2 separate regions of the Zea mays genome follow, and region 2 is linked to region 1. A link is a contact called in public Hi-C data. All regions are on one chromosome and are shown on one strand. Each heading gives the region's core, a stretch centred on a gene start, on an enhancer-like site or on the middle of the called end of the contact. The rest is flanking DNA. Distances are from core to core; before and after follow the strand shown. Region 1 holds the start of LOC103635071 (E3 ubiquitin-protein ligase EL5). Region 2 holds the start of LOC100191719 (putative RING/U-box superfamily protein).

Region 1 (6,560 bases), core at 879-3,378:
TAATTTAGAGTACACTCTCCTCTCCTGCTCTAAGCTAGCCGCCAACAGTCTCCAACCTGCACGTCTCCTCTCCTCTCCTCTCTTGGCACAACCCCTGCAGTCCTAAACTCCTGATTGTCGGCGGCTACACCGGCGGCTACAACACCCTGCGTCCCCTGCCCCTTCTCCTGCAGTCCTGCTTGCCTGCTGCAGTCTCCAACCGGTGGTGGCCGCAAACTAGTGACGAGATGAGCACGTCATCTGAAGGTCCCTCCTGCTCCCCCACTTCTCCCCCTAAACCCTAGACAACGAAGCAACATGTTACTTTGTTTATGCTAGTTGTTTGTTCTAATTTATATAATGTATGCAGGTATATTTATATATATACCTATATAAGTATAACTACTAGTCTAGAACGACCAGGGACCGACTAGGACCGACTAGGGGTCGACTAGTCGCCCTAGTCGTCGCCTAATCGTGACTAGTCGCCTAGTCGGTCCCAGGGTTCGACTAGGCGACTAGGCGACTTGAAATCATTGCTCTACATCGATTAGAGGAGTCTAGGTCGGCCTGCTGAGCCTAGACAACACCTAGGATCTCTCCTCCCCGACAAGGTCCCTCTCGGGAGCGAGATCCAGATGCCGCCGGCGACTTCTGCCGCCCCTGCGCACGCGCGGACCGTCCGGCCTGTAGGCAGGAAACCCTAAGCCCTGCTCCAGGTCGCGGACCGTCCGGCCCGTGGCCGTGGACCGTCCGCGCCTGTGCAGCGAGCACTGCCGCCGGTTGTCACGCAGTGATTGGCGTCCAAAATAGGCACCAACAGTCGGTATTGTATGAGTTGTAAATAGAATAATACATGAATCATTTTATGTGTTGTAAATGGATGAATTTTATGTGATTTATATGAGAAAATAAAAATACATCTAGTTTTGGCTGCTAAAATTAATTAATTTTCGTCAGCCAAATAGGTAGTCGACGAAAATTAGCTTTGGCCACTCTGGTTTGTATGGGCCTCTCGCCGACGAAAGTTAACGCGATTCGTTTTTGTTCATACTTACGGATGAACGTCTTTCGCTGGTATCTCTACTCTCTAGTAATAAGAAACGTGCCAAGAACCAAGTAGTTCCCACGGCTGACGAAGATTCAAGGCCGATAAAGAAAAGTGCATGAGTCCATTCGCAGAAATCACACTACAAATCATTGCAAAATTAGCTGGCATCACCAACAAATCTATGCACAGTGGAATGGCACTCCGAAACGGTCGAGGATCTGTGACCGTGGGAGCCGATGGATCTTGTCAGAAGGAAGAGAATCGGGTGGAAGCAAAGACCCGCCTCGCCTTCTCAAGATCCTGGTCGCTATGCATCCTCCCCATCACCGGCGCCACCCTGAAGCCATTGGGCGGCGCGGCGACGGCGTCCCCTGCCACGTCTATGCGCACCTCCGGCTGGGCCCCGCCCTCGGCTGGCGCGGTAGCGCTCGGCGGCACGACGACGTCGGCGCGGCAGAGCGGGCATGTGGCGTTCCCACGGAACCAGGCGTCGATGCACTCGACGTGGAAGCGGTGGCCGCACCGCGGCAGCGCGCGGGCCTTCTCCCCCGACTCGAGCTCCGCGAGGCAGACCGCGCAGTCCCCTGCCCCCGCGCCTGCTTCGATCGACACTACTGGTATCGCGGCGAGAACTGCGTAGTCGAGGCCGCGGGGGGAAGGCGCCCCCGCGCCGTCGCCGTCGCCGTCGCGGCGGTCCTCGTCGCCACCGGCGATGGCCAAGCTCCGGAGCAGCCGCGGCTGGCCGGCGCCGAGGCGCCGGCGCCGGGTGCTGCTGTAGAGGTGCAGCGCGACGAGCGCCAGGAGCACGCCCGCGAACGCCCCCGCCGCGGCGAGGAGTATCTTGCCAGCGACGGCGTAGTTCGCCGGGTCGGACGCCTGCGGTGGGTCGGGGTCGGGGGCGTGCGGCTTGGGGAACGGAAACGCGTGCCCGGGACCCTCGTCGCACGAGATCGTCACCTCGTTCGCCTTGGGGCGCGTGCCATTGCCGTCGCCGGCGCCCATTTCTGATGGTCGAGCGCTCACCGGGCTGAGGAGTGGTTTCGGGGAAGATTTGGGTGTCCGCAGCCGCAGCGTTGCGATTTCCGTGAGCGCAGTTACTTATACGTGATTCCAGGACTGAAATACCCCTGTACGTCGGGAAAGTGGGATGGAGATGGAAGGGCAGCCTTGGGGTTCTACCACTGGCTGGACGTCTGGGGCACGCTGTAGAACGGAGAGGCAGCACCACAGAAGTCCATGTCCGTTCTCCGGTCCCGGGCTGACTGGCTGACCGCCCGTATGCCGTAGGAGGACAGACGAACGGCCGTGATGCGTCAGCCAAGCGGTTCCAGGCGCATGGTCAAGAGTAGAGTTGACTATTGCCGTCAACCAACCTGGTGTTACTGCGCGCTCGTCTCCTCTGCTCCTCACAATGGAAGTCGCTGTCTTTAGCTACCCCCCACTGGAACATCGAAGTCGTCGCTTGCCGCGACTTGGACCTCGGCAAAATTGGGCCAGACGGCGACATGCAGCGCGGGGCCGTGGATGCGTGGTCGGCCCGACCAGCGAAGCTTCGCTCAAGCGAGGCGCCCGTTGTCGCGACGCCAGCCACGGCGTTCGTTAAGTGTGACCTGTGGGCTGGCTGTCGGCTCCGGCCTCCGGGCTTCATATTCTAACCGAAGCAGAAGCATATGAGTGTTGAACTAAGAACAGATATTTAGGGGCAGGGCATTTTAAAAACAAAACAATTTTATTTAGCGATTTTAAAACTACTGGTACCAAACGTGCATGTGTGCTGAACGAGACATACAGTTTATTGTGTGGTTATTGAATTCACTAGAGCCGGTTATAATTGACAGTTCATTGATATTGGTCAAGATGAAACTATGAATCAAGTGTGAATAAAGGACAAGAAGAGATCAAATTGCAAAGAGACAAGATATAATGGGTGTAATATGTTCTCAATATCAGCTTGCTTGTATACGATAAACGGTTCGAAAATGACTTGGCATGGTTATTTATATGTCAAATGCGTGAATCAAAGGGAATCGTAATGATGATCGAGTACATGATCATATGGATGGTATTCATAACCAAGAAAAGCTAAAGTTGATCAAGGTCATAGTACCTCAAGCGAAAGGCACTGTAGAAGCTTGATTGATCTCAAACGTGAAATAAAAGAAAATATTCAAGAAGAATCATGTTATTGAAGAAATGACATTAAACAAATGCTTAATATTCACATGAGACAAGGATTGACTTGAGGATGACTAGATAAGGCGAAGGTAGCAAGTAAATGGTTTCTTGAGGGACTATACAAAGGTGGAGAGCAAGCAACAACTTAACTACCAATGGACTGTAACACCCTAAATCCAGTAAATGAAAACAACCTTATTTGAATTACTAATTTTCAATAGAAAGGATAAATATTTACGTTTTCAAATAATGAATATGGTAATAGAAACAAATTACACATTTTTTGTATGAATCGAATTTATCAAGTGTTTTAATGTATTCATGTCGAGGCATATATTTCGGTTGATTTGGTTTGCAAATTCAATTTGTGAGAAAAGCCTTATTTTCAAAAATAATAAAGAATTGTTAAAATAATACTTTTTTAAAAAAAGTATGCATTGATTTTTTTAATATAATTGTGAGATTGTTCTGTTTTTGAATATATCTCTACTACTTATTAAGTAAGCAATAATAGTCTGCCTCCCCTCGTTCTGTCGTTCTGCCTCTCATCTATCTGGACCGTCCGTTTCTATTGTCTATGTCATCCAACCGCACGCGCCCCTTCCCTGTCCACGCAAGATCCAGCCGTGCCCGCCCCCTCCCCCTCCCCACCCCGCACCAACCGCCCGCCTCATCTGCACCGCCCCTCCACGGACTCCCAGTCGAAACCCTAGCTCTGCTTGCGGCGGGCGGTAGCGACTGCGCGCGACGTGGAGGAGGCACCCCCACCCGCCCGCCCGTCCGCCCCCCGTCATCCTCCTCCCGCGGATCCACGGTGCACGGTGCAGGATCCACTCTTCTCGTCCCCTCCGCCCGCCCGTCGTCGCCCTCCTCCATGGATCCACTGCGCTCGGCGCAGGAGCTCTTCGCGTGCGTCGCCCTCCTCCATGGATCCACTGCGCTCGACGCAGGAGCTCTTCACGCGCGCACCTCACCTTTCCTTCTCCTGTTGTTGGGGACGGTGCGTCCGCACGCGCGGTGGTTCTCCACGGACCCGTGGACGTCGACGCGCACCTGGACGATCCCTGGAAGCACAGGGGGAATACGGCGAGGTGCACAATGGTGAACCAGATCACCGGGAGCAGGAGAGTGGGTGCTAGGGATGGAGATGGCCACCATCACCGTCGACATGGAAACTAGAGTTGTCCCTCCACTAGCCGCATGGATCCTCTCTACCTTTAGTTCCTCACCTCTTCTCTCTCTTTGCAGGTCTACGAGGTAGTACCATCGACGAGGCTTCTCCATCCCCTCCGGCGAGCTCCCCTTCCAAAAAAAGTGGTGAGGTATGCCTGCCCTCATTCCTATCATTTTCGTGGCTTTGTTCAGGGATCATCGTCAGTCACATGCTTTTGATGGATCAAAAGCGACCGCATAGATAGCACAGAGTGGCATATCCTCCCTTGGGGCGATTTTCAGAATTGTCTTGATATTTTAGGAACCATTTTTCTTTTGCATTTGATGATGCATTTATTGATTTCAGTTCAGAACTCTATTTGTACTTATGTTTGCATAGGCTACCATGCTCTAATTTCACACGAGATTTTGAGATACTTCTTGGCACTTGTATTTTTTGTCATTGAAGCCCATATGCTCTGTTGCTATGCCATAATGGACTGCTTGGATGATGCCGACCTTCCAGCTATTAATTTATATTTATCTATAAAAACAGAAACATACTTGTGACAGTCTTGTCAGTAGAAGTATCTGCAGGTTTATTGTCCTTTTCCGATGGATGTTTCAGCTCATATATACCAAAAAGATTTCCCATGGTTAAAAAACAATAGCAGATTAAAGTTGTTCTCATGTATGGATGTGTGATTGGTTGCTCTTTTTCTTTCCATAGTTAGATGATATGGTGAATCGAGGATAAGTGACCCAAACTTAGACATATTATGTGTTCTATACTTTCTTATCGTGAATAGAGGACAAGTGACCCAAACTTTAGAGATATAATGTGTTATGTACTTCCTTATCATGTATGTGTGTGTATTGTGGTGTTGTTGTAGCCTTAACAAGGGGTTATACTTTGATAATGTGTAGTAGTTAATGTCATATCTTTGATTTATGTTCTCCAGGTCATCAAAAACCACATCTTTAAGTTCCTTGCCATGAAATTCCTAATTAATCGAGCCCTAAAAACCGCACGGACACTTGACTTATTTTTTTGGATCGTCATTTTTTTATTTTGCTTGTGAGGCTTGTTCTACAAATGTTTATTATACTATACTCTATTGGTTCAGATCTGAACATTTTGTAAACTTATACTTGAAAAACTAAAAAGAAATAAATTTGTGCTTTCATTGATGTAGTGGTAGGTACATGAATGGAAGAACACAAGACGATCACTATCAAGATCTTAAAGGTCTCGATCCCATTGTAATGGTGAAGCGATTTTATAAAAACTAAATGTTAAATTATTTTTTTGTAACCTACTTGGCATGTGAAATATAAAGACACTTAGTCTGAGATACTTCACTGTAGATTTTTTTTCCAGATTTTCAGTTATACTATCAATTCTGAACACATACAACTTAACACTACTATTTTCTCTTAATTTTGAAAATATTTAAACTAACAAAACAAACTAAGATCATTTCACTAACTGTAGGTGCTCATTTGTTATGTTGTTTTGGTACATTCGATATGACTGTTGGACCACTGCATTGGGAGTTACGACCTATTCGATTGTTAAGCACTTATTGGTTTAAGACTTAAGGGTTCTGTTCTGATATAGATTGGAATGTATGGACATAGCTGGCTCTTTGATGTTGTATATCGTTTTCTTATATGTTTGAAGCTCTTGAACACTGAAGCTCCTGACTTGTACATAAGGAAGAATCATGTTCCAAATGCCTACACCTTAGTAATCAATGGCAAAAAACCATTCATTGTCGTTCACACAAGCCTTGTGGAGCTGCTTACTCCAAGGGAATTGCAGGTACTGTTGTTTACTCTAAACAAACTCATCGCCTGGTATTGCCTAGATGAACAATCAAAACAAGAATTATTATTTGCTTACCTACTGCCTGAATGCATTCATTACTCATCATATTGGATTTGTTTCAATTAGGCTATTTTGGCTCATGAGCTGGGTCACCTCAAGTGCGATCATGGTGTTTGGCTCACTTTTGCCAATATACTCACAATGGGAGCATACACTGTCCCTGGTAGACCATATGACTACTTGAAATCTCATTAGATTGGAGGGCTATGTACCTAAATACACTTCATTTGAACTACATCTCATGGTAAGTACATGCACTTTTATCAGGTTTCAGCATGGTTGCTGGCTTTCTGGAAGAGCAGCTATATAGAT
Region 2 (7,029 bases), core at 1,162-3,661, 180 kb before region 1:
GGCCTTAAATAAACGTTAAATAATGTAACTGAAAGTAAAATGTTCTCGACATGGAGGTGGTAATAAAGTGTGTTGTTGGGAACAGAATAATAAACAAGCATTCACTGGCCATGTGCATTGCAATAGCCTACTAGCGAAACCAAATTGCCTGTGATGTACTTCTGCTGGTAGTACCGACCTCAACCTTGAACTCACACTCACCTTGCCCATTCCCAATCTTGAGCTTCTTGACAGTGACTGGGCGACCATCTAGCAAAATGCCCATGAACACACCCAAATACACATTCTCCCATGCTTGCAATGATGGATAACTACATCGAAAACTAAGGAACGTCCACACCGGGGAAGTTATAATGGCATATCATACCAGAAACAGAGGCTAAATCAGAAAATATATTCCCAGTATACAAAGGTCAAGATTATCATAGATACTGGAACTGATATTTCGACTCGTTTTGCATAATAGATGATACATGGAATGTAAGAGAAAGGCAGAAACCAGTGATGGCATATACATTTCTACATTATTAACCTTGAGATGTTATTGGAGATAATCATGGTAATAACTATCACTGGGGCATGGTCTGTAGATTTTACTGAAGGGAGTGACAACACTCGAGTACCTACTGTGGCCTCCTCCTCGTTCTTCTTATGGTTGGAGACTCCGAAGGCCTTGACCGCCTACTTGACCCAGGCTCGCCCAATATAACAGCTGTGGTGCTAGAAGTTGACAGCTGTTCGACAGATGATGACTGCTGAGGAGCTGCAAGAACCATCTGTGCAGCATTGTCACCGTTAGAATGTGACAACTGGATTTGGTTGCTGCTCTCAGGGGCAACATTGCCCATATTCTGCGCTACAACGTGTATGGAAGATGATGCATTATTATCCTGCCTTTGCTGTCTCCGAGCCCTAGCCCTTTGCCGGCCTGCAGGAACCACCGACATCTCGATCCCTGTTGGGCTTGGGAGAACGCTAATTATACCCTGGTTTTGTATCAACTGCCTCACCACTGTTGCAATTCCTCTTGTGTCTGTCATTTGCAGCTGTTGCCTCAGGCTCTCCCTTCTGTTTGCTCGTGGCCTAGGTGGGAAGTCAGGGTTGGTGGAATTCCCTTCTTCACCGCCTCTTCCATATATCGGAGTGACATTCAGTTCTAGCACCTCACCCTTGCATACAGGGCACTCAGAGTGGGGTGAATGTGCATGAAGCCACTGGTACAAGCATGGCCAACAGAAGAGGTGACCGCAGGGTGTAACCACAGGCTGTTTAGCTGGGTCAAGACAGATATTGCACTCAAAGCTGGAGTTGCAGTCACAGGACTCATCCTTCTTAGCAGAACCGTTTCCACACAAGTTGTTGTCATCTAGTTTTTGCCGCCTTGTTGCTTCTAAAGAGTTATGAGTGCGCTGGATTGCCCAGACAAGCCTATCCGCATCTGTACTAGCTGCCCCTTGACTGCGGTTCACTGATGCTGGCCTCACAATTCTATGCTGCTGGCTAATCTGTATCACCCTCTGAAAGCGGAGTTCAGGAGTCCTGGCCTCAATTGCAGCAGCCCTTTGAATGGACTGCTGAAGTATACTTGTGTTCACCGTCTCCATTCCACCAGCAACAACCATCTGGCTAGGGCGCACAAACCTTACTAGAGGAAGATCATCATCCCCTTCCAATCCTGTGGCAGCTACCACAAGCTGCGACCTAGAGACATTGGCACCATCCACTGGCCCCGGCTCAGGAGCATCAGTGTCCTCTTCACCATCGGTCCTGTTGCCGTCGAGCCAGGAATAAACTATGGGATCAAGCATTGGGTGCTCCTCCGGGGTGGAAAGTGCATTCGACGGAGAATAGGCTGCCGCCCCCAGGGCCAACGATTCCTCAGGCTCACCAGTTATTGAGGATTCTGGCGCAGCACCGGTCAAGTTGGGCATCAACGTCGGGTCCAGCCAGACTGGAGGCCGCGGCAATGGAGGGAGGCCGAGATACAGGTTTAGATCCATGTGCCTCCTGGTTCCGCTGCCCTCCGCAGCCTCCTCGCCCGCCATGCTCGCGCAGCCGCAACACCCGCTTGCTCTCCGCCGATTAATCAGACGGAATACAATCTCCTACGCCTGCGCGTAGGGATCTGCGTCGGATCAAAAGGGTCAACAAAATCGAATCTTTAAGATGAACATGCATAGACATCAGGGAATTTCGCGGCGCAGGGCGCGACCCACCAGGATCTTGAAGGAGGACCGTTGTTTTCTCAGGCTCCTCAACCGCCGTCTACGCGTGGCGCTCGCCCCGAGGCCCGCCCGATCCTCTCCGCCTCACGGCCGGAGGGCGCGCTGGGCTGGGCGGCGGGCGTTGGGTCTACGACCGGCGCGGCGGCGCGGCTGGGGCCGGGCTGGAGGGAGGAGTGGGCGCTCCAGCCGGCCCTGCTAAAGAACGAGACGAGAGAGAGGGATGGACGTGAGAGAGAACTCGGGAGCAAAACGGGAACTCATGTCATTTTTATCCTTGAAGGGATGGTTTGTGTCTCGAGATTTAAAGGGATCCATTAGAAAAGAAATCTTTTAGGCCTTGTTCGTTTCTGTCGGATTGGTGGGTCGGAACGATTCCTGACCGGATTGCTTCTCTAATTTATATAAACTTTGATTAGCTGGAACGATTCCGGGTGCAATCCGACAGAAACGAACAAGACATTAGGTGATGTTCGTTTTCTCTTAATCCATTGGATTTAAGGGGATTGGATGAATTTCAATCCATAGTAAGTCAAAATCTCTACTAATTTTTTTAATCATATTCAATCCATGTGATATAGGAATAACCGAACAAACCCTTAGGGTTGATTTGATGCTAAGGGATCCCAAGGGGATCCATGGGGAGGAATCCCCTTGTTATTCAAAATTGAATTGCAAGGGGATTTTTCTCCCATGAATCCCCTTGGGATCCCTTACCACTAAGGGCTTGTTCGGTTATTTTCAATCCATATGGATTGGAGGGGATTGATATGGATTGGAGAAGATTTTGACTTACTAGGGATTAAAACCCCCTTAATCCCCCTCAATCCATATGGATTGGGGTAGAACCGAACAAGCCTTAAATCAGCCCTCAGAGATTTCCTCTCCAATTGATCTCTCCAAATCACTTGCTATCTCGTGCAAGGGGATCCAACGGGGGTGTGTAGTGATATAAACAGGGTTCTCGCACGAGATGGCAAAAGCTCTGTTAATCTAGCCTCTCAAGGGCACTGTGTGGAGGTATTTATAGGTATCTGAGTGCCCAGCGTCCTGTGTTAAGGACGTATGTGCCCTCAGACACCTAGGTTATCCCCGGAATATTCCCATAAAGCGGGGTTACAGACCGTAATTACAGAGATGCCTTTACAAATTAGACCCGTAATGCGCAGCGGCCATGCAGGGCCTGTTACAATGGGCCGGATCACACGTGGGCCTCCATGCTGGACGAGGTCGCAAGATGAGACGACCTTGTCACAGGTCTTCGTCCGGTGACGTATGGGACGAAGGGTGAGCCTGCCCGTTGTCTTGTCTCCGTTGGTCCAGCGATTACGGCGAAGGCATCGAGCGAAGGGTGGCGTCTTTGCCTTCGCCCCAACATTCGTGTACAGAGTATGCTATTGAGCAAAGCTTTGAGGATGCAACAGGATTTAGAAGACAAAAAGCACGAGGTTATAATTGAAAACTTAGAAAACAAAATAAAAGATCAAACAACTGCTTTTGAGAAAAAAAGTTCGAACTCCAAACAACTGAAGGTTTACTAGCAGAAGCCGAAGCTAAAATAACAGAACTGAATACGAAGCTTCTCTATCAGTCAGAAGGTTTCAAACAAGAAAAGCTAAAGCTTAATGAAAAACTTGAGGCTGAAATCCAGAATGGTTTAGTTTTGAAAAAATCATTGATAGACCTTCAGAACAAATGTTTGAAATTCAGCAATCAATGTGTTCAACGACTGAAGAAGGTGTTTTATTCAGTCGGGGCCAGTAGTGAAAAATTTATTCCTTCGGCTGAAGATCTACCAGGAGCCTTCGAACACATCGAAGGTGAGATTGATGACCTCGATGATGTTATTGCTGGACACGGTGACTTTTATGCCCTAGTAGCTTCTCGGGGCACCGCTGCTGCGTTCCTAAAATTTGGCTGTGAGCACAGATAAATTATCAACAGACCCAATTTCAGCCTATCACCAGCAATTCTAGATGATATTCCTAACCTCGCCCGAAGCATTGCGAATAAATTTATAAAGGTGATATGGACAAAGGGTGGGCGAGAGAAAGCTGGTGATGAAGCCCGAGACCACCTTAAGCTGGTAACAATATTATACCTTATGATTACCCTTTCCTTTGAATTTTGAATTTAGCTTATAATACTTACATACAGGTTGACCAAGCCGAAGCTGAAGCTGCAGAATAAAAGGAAGAAGCTCCAGAGTTGCTGTCGAAGCTCGAATAGTCTGTAAAAATAGCTCAAAAAACTTTTGTGATAACTTGTATAAAGTATGATGTAATTGAATTTCACTTTGTAATATAATCTTACTTTTCCATCCATGTATGAAATGCTTTGGTGTGGACGAAATTAATACTTTTGAGCCATAGGCGAAAAACACCTTCCCTTCTTTGCGTACACAGCGAAGCATAAAATTGCCTCTTTTTCTCTTTTTTCTGAAGCCTTCTCTTTCGAAGCCGAAGCAAGTTTGTATGTTATGATGATGATGATCCTATGTATGTCTAAGTGAATGTTTATGAATGCAAATATATGATGTAATGTATCGTGCAAATGAATGTTCGAAGACACATATGAAACCATAATAACAAATCTTTGCCGTTTATTTTTCGGCTTCACCGCTTATTTTTCGGTGTATCAGCGCTGACTTTTCGCTGTAAGCCTCCCTTAGGAGCTTCTTCGCCTTTTATTTCGGCGGAATCAGCGTTGACTTTTCGCTGTAAGCCTCCCTCAGGAGCTTCTTCGCCTTTTATTTCGGCGGAATCAGCATTGACCTTTCGCTGTAAGCTCTGCATTCCCTTAGGAACGACTTTTGAGCAGAAAACTTACGCTGCGCTCCCTTAGGAACGGCTTTTTGCAGCTTCGTCGTGCTCTTCATCCCCTTAGAGACGTCTTTCGAGCTTCTTTGTGTTTTTTCTTTTTATCGTTGCACTCGATGGTGCATGCCCAGTTTTTACATTTACATCTTCGGGGGATACTGCTCTTATAGAGCTGATATAAGAAAAAGAGAAATTACATGCTATGGCCCCATTAAAAACCTTTCTCCCCCTTTGGAAAGGAAAAGGGTGCCATAAGAAAGAATAAAAAAGATTACATCAGGTTACACATAATACCGCCGAAGCTCATCCGCATTCCAAGATCTAGGAATGTCGCTGCCGTCCATATCCTTCAGCTTGTAGGAATCGGGTCTTGACGAAGATACTATCAGGAAAGACCCTTCCCATTTCAACTGTAGCTTGCCTACTGTGTCTGGGTTGGCAACTCTCTGAAGTACCAAGTGTCCTGGCTTAATATTTTTCAATCGAACCTTTCTGTCACGCCATTTTATTGTTTCGGCTTGATATTTATTGATATTCTCTACAGCCTGAAGCCTGATCCCTTCTATAGCATCTTTTGCCATAGAATAATCAGCTTCGTCTTCTGCCGAAGCCACTGTTCTTATTGATCCCGCTTTAGCTTCTTCTGGGGTTATTGCTTCTTCACCAAACAGCAATTTGAATGGTGTAAAACCTGTTGACCTTAATATTGTTGTGTTGTGGCTCCACACCACTTTGATTAATTCGTCCGGCCACTTCCCCCTGGGCTGGTTGAAGATTAACTTCATTATTCCTGTCATTATAATGCCATTAGCTCTTTCGACAAGTCCATTTGACTCCGGATGCCGAACTGATGCAAAATGGAGCTTCGTGCCAATTTGTTCACAAAACACTCTGAAAGCTTCGGCATCAAACAGCGTTCCATTGTCCACGGTAATGGCCTTCGGACTCCGAAGCGACACACAATATTTTGCCAAAAAAACTTTTGAACAGTGATCGAAGTTATTATGGCTAAAGGCTTCGCCTCAATCCATTTAGAAAAATATTCCACTGCCACTACAACATATCTTAAATTCCCTTGTGCTGGTGGAAGTGGGCGCATTTTTGGACTAATTCTGCTGCATCCGAAGCTGCCTTCGGCCAATAGAATCCTTGACGAAAAACTTTACCCAACAAAGGCCTGGATCCGATGTGAGATCCACACAGGCCTGCATGCATTTCTTTCATCAGCTCTATACCTTCAGTTCTGGATAGACATTTGAGTAATGGAGAACAGACTCCATGCTTGTATAACTCACCTTCTATTATTACATATGGACGGGCTCTTGCCACTATTCTCTTTTGATAAGCTTCGTTATGTGAAAGGAAATTGCCCTGGAGAAAAGACATGATCTCAGTTCTCCAATCTTCGCTATAAACAGGAGATATATTGAGCACTGCTCTTTCAAGAAGGTCAACCGAAGGTGCTTTTATTGTTTCAAAGAAAACTTCCGAAGGTAATGGCAGCCCCTGTGCCGCTGACTTGGCTAGTAGATCAGCGTGTTCATTTTCTCCTCATGGAATATTCTTAACAGAAAACCCTTCGAAGGAGGCTTCAAGTCTTCAAACTGTATCCAAATATTTTTCAAGCTTCGGATCTCTTGCTTTGCAACTTTTGTCAACATGGCCAGAAATAACTTGGGAATCAGTTTTGAGGACCGCCCTTCTTATCCCCATTGCTTTCAACTTCCGAAGACCCAAAAGCAAAGCTTCGTATTCAGCAATATTATTTGTACAACTAAAATCAAGTTTCACTGCGTAGCATGTTCTGACTTTGGAAGGTGCAATTAAGACGGCAGCCGCACTTGCCCCGAAGGTTCCCCAAGAACCGTCGTAGAATACTGTCCAGGCTTCGGCATCTTTACTTGCTTCTTCTTCCTGAGCCCCTGGCGTCCATTCAGCAATGAAGTCTGCTAACGCCTAGGACTGAATCGAAGATCTATGCACATAAT

What was found. Hi-C and Micro-C count contacts between places; a contact is called where the count stands out from the background.
Region 2: a contact with region 1 is called in a Hi-C map of bundle sheath, with 2.9 times the contacts expected there. The contact joins the promoter of LOC100191719 here to the promoter of LOC103635071 in region 1. A contact is called at or near these places in 6 of 25 Hi-C or Micro-C datasets (bundle sheath, ear, endosperm and 2 more).

What each region holds. Positions count from the first base shown.
Region 1 is chr8:36,603,795-36,610,354 of Zm-B73-REFERENCE-NAM-5.0, reverse strand. It overlaps LOC103635071 (E3 ubiquitin-protein ligase EL5), which reads right to left and starts at 2,128. Exons shown (of 1, transcript XM_008657626.4): 1 at 1,133-2,128. The coding sequence starts at 2,032. The coding sequence ends at 1,277.
Region 2 is chr8:36,784,267-36,791,295 of Zm-B73-REFERENCE-NAM-5.0, reverse strand. LOC100191719 (putative RING/U-box superfamily protein) reads right to left here and starts at 2,411. Exons shown (of 1, transcript NM_001137148.1): 1 at 376-2,411. The coding sequence starts at 2,045. The coding sequence ends at 624.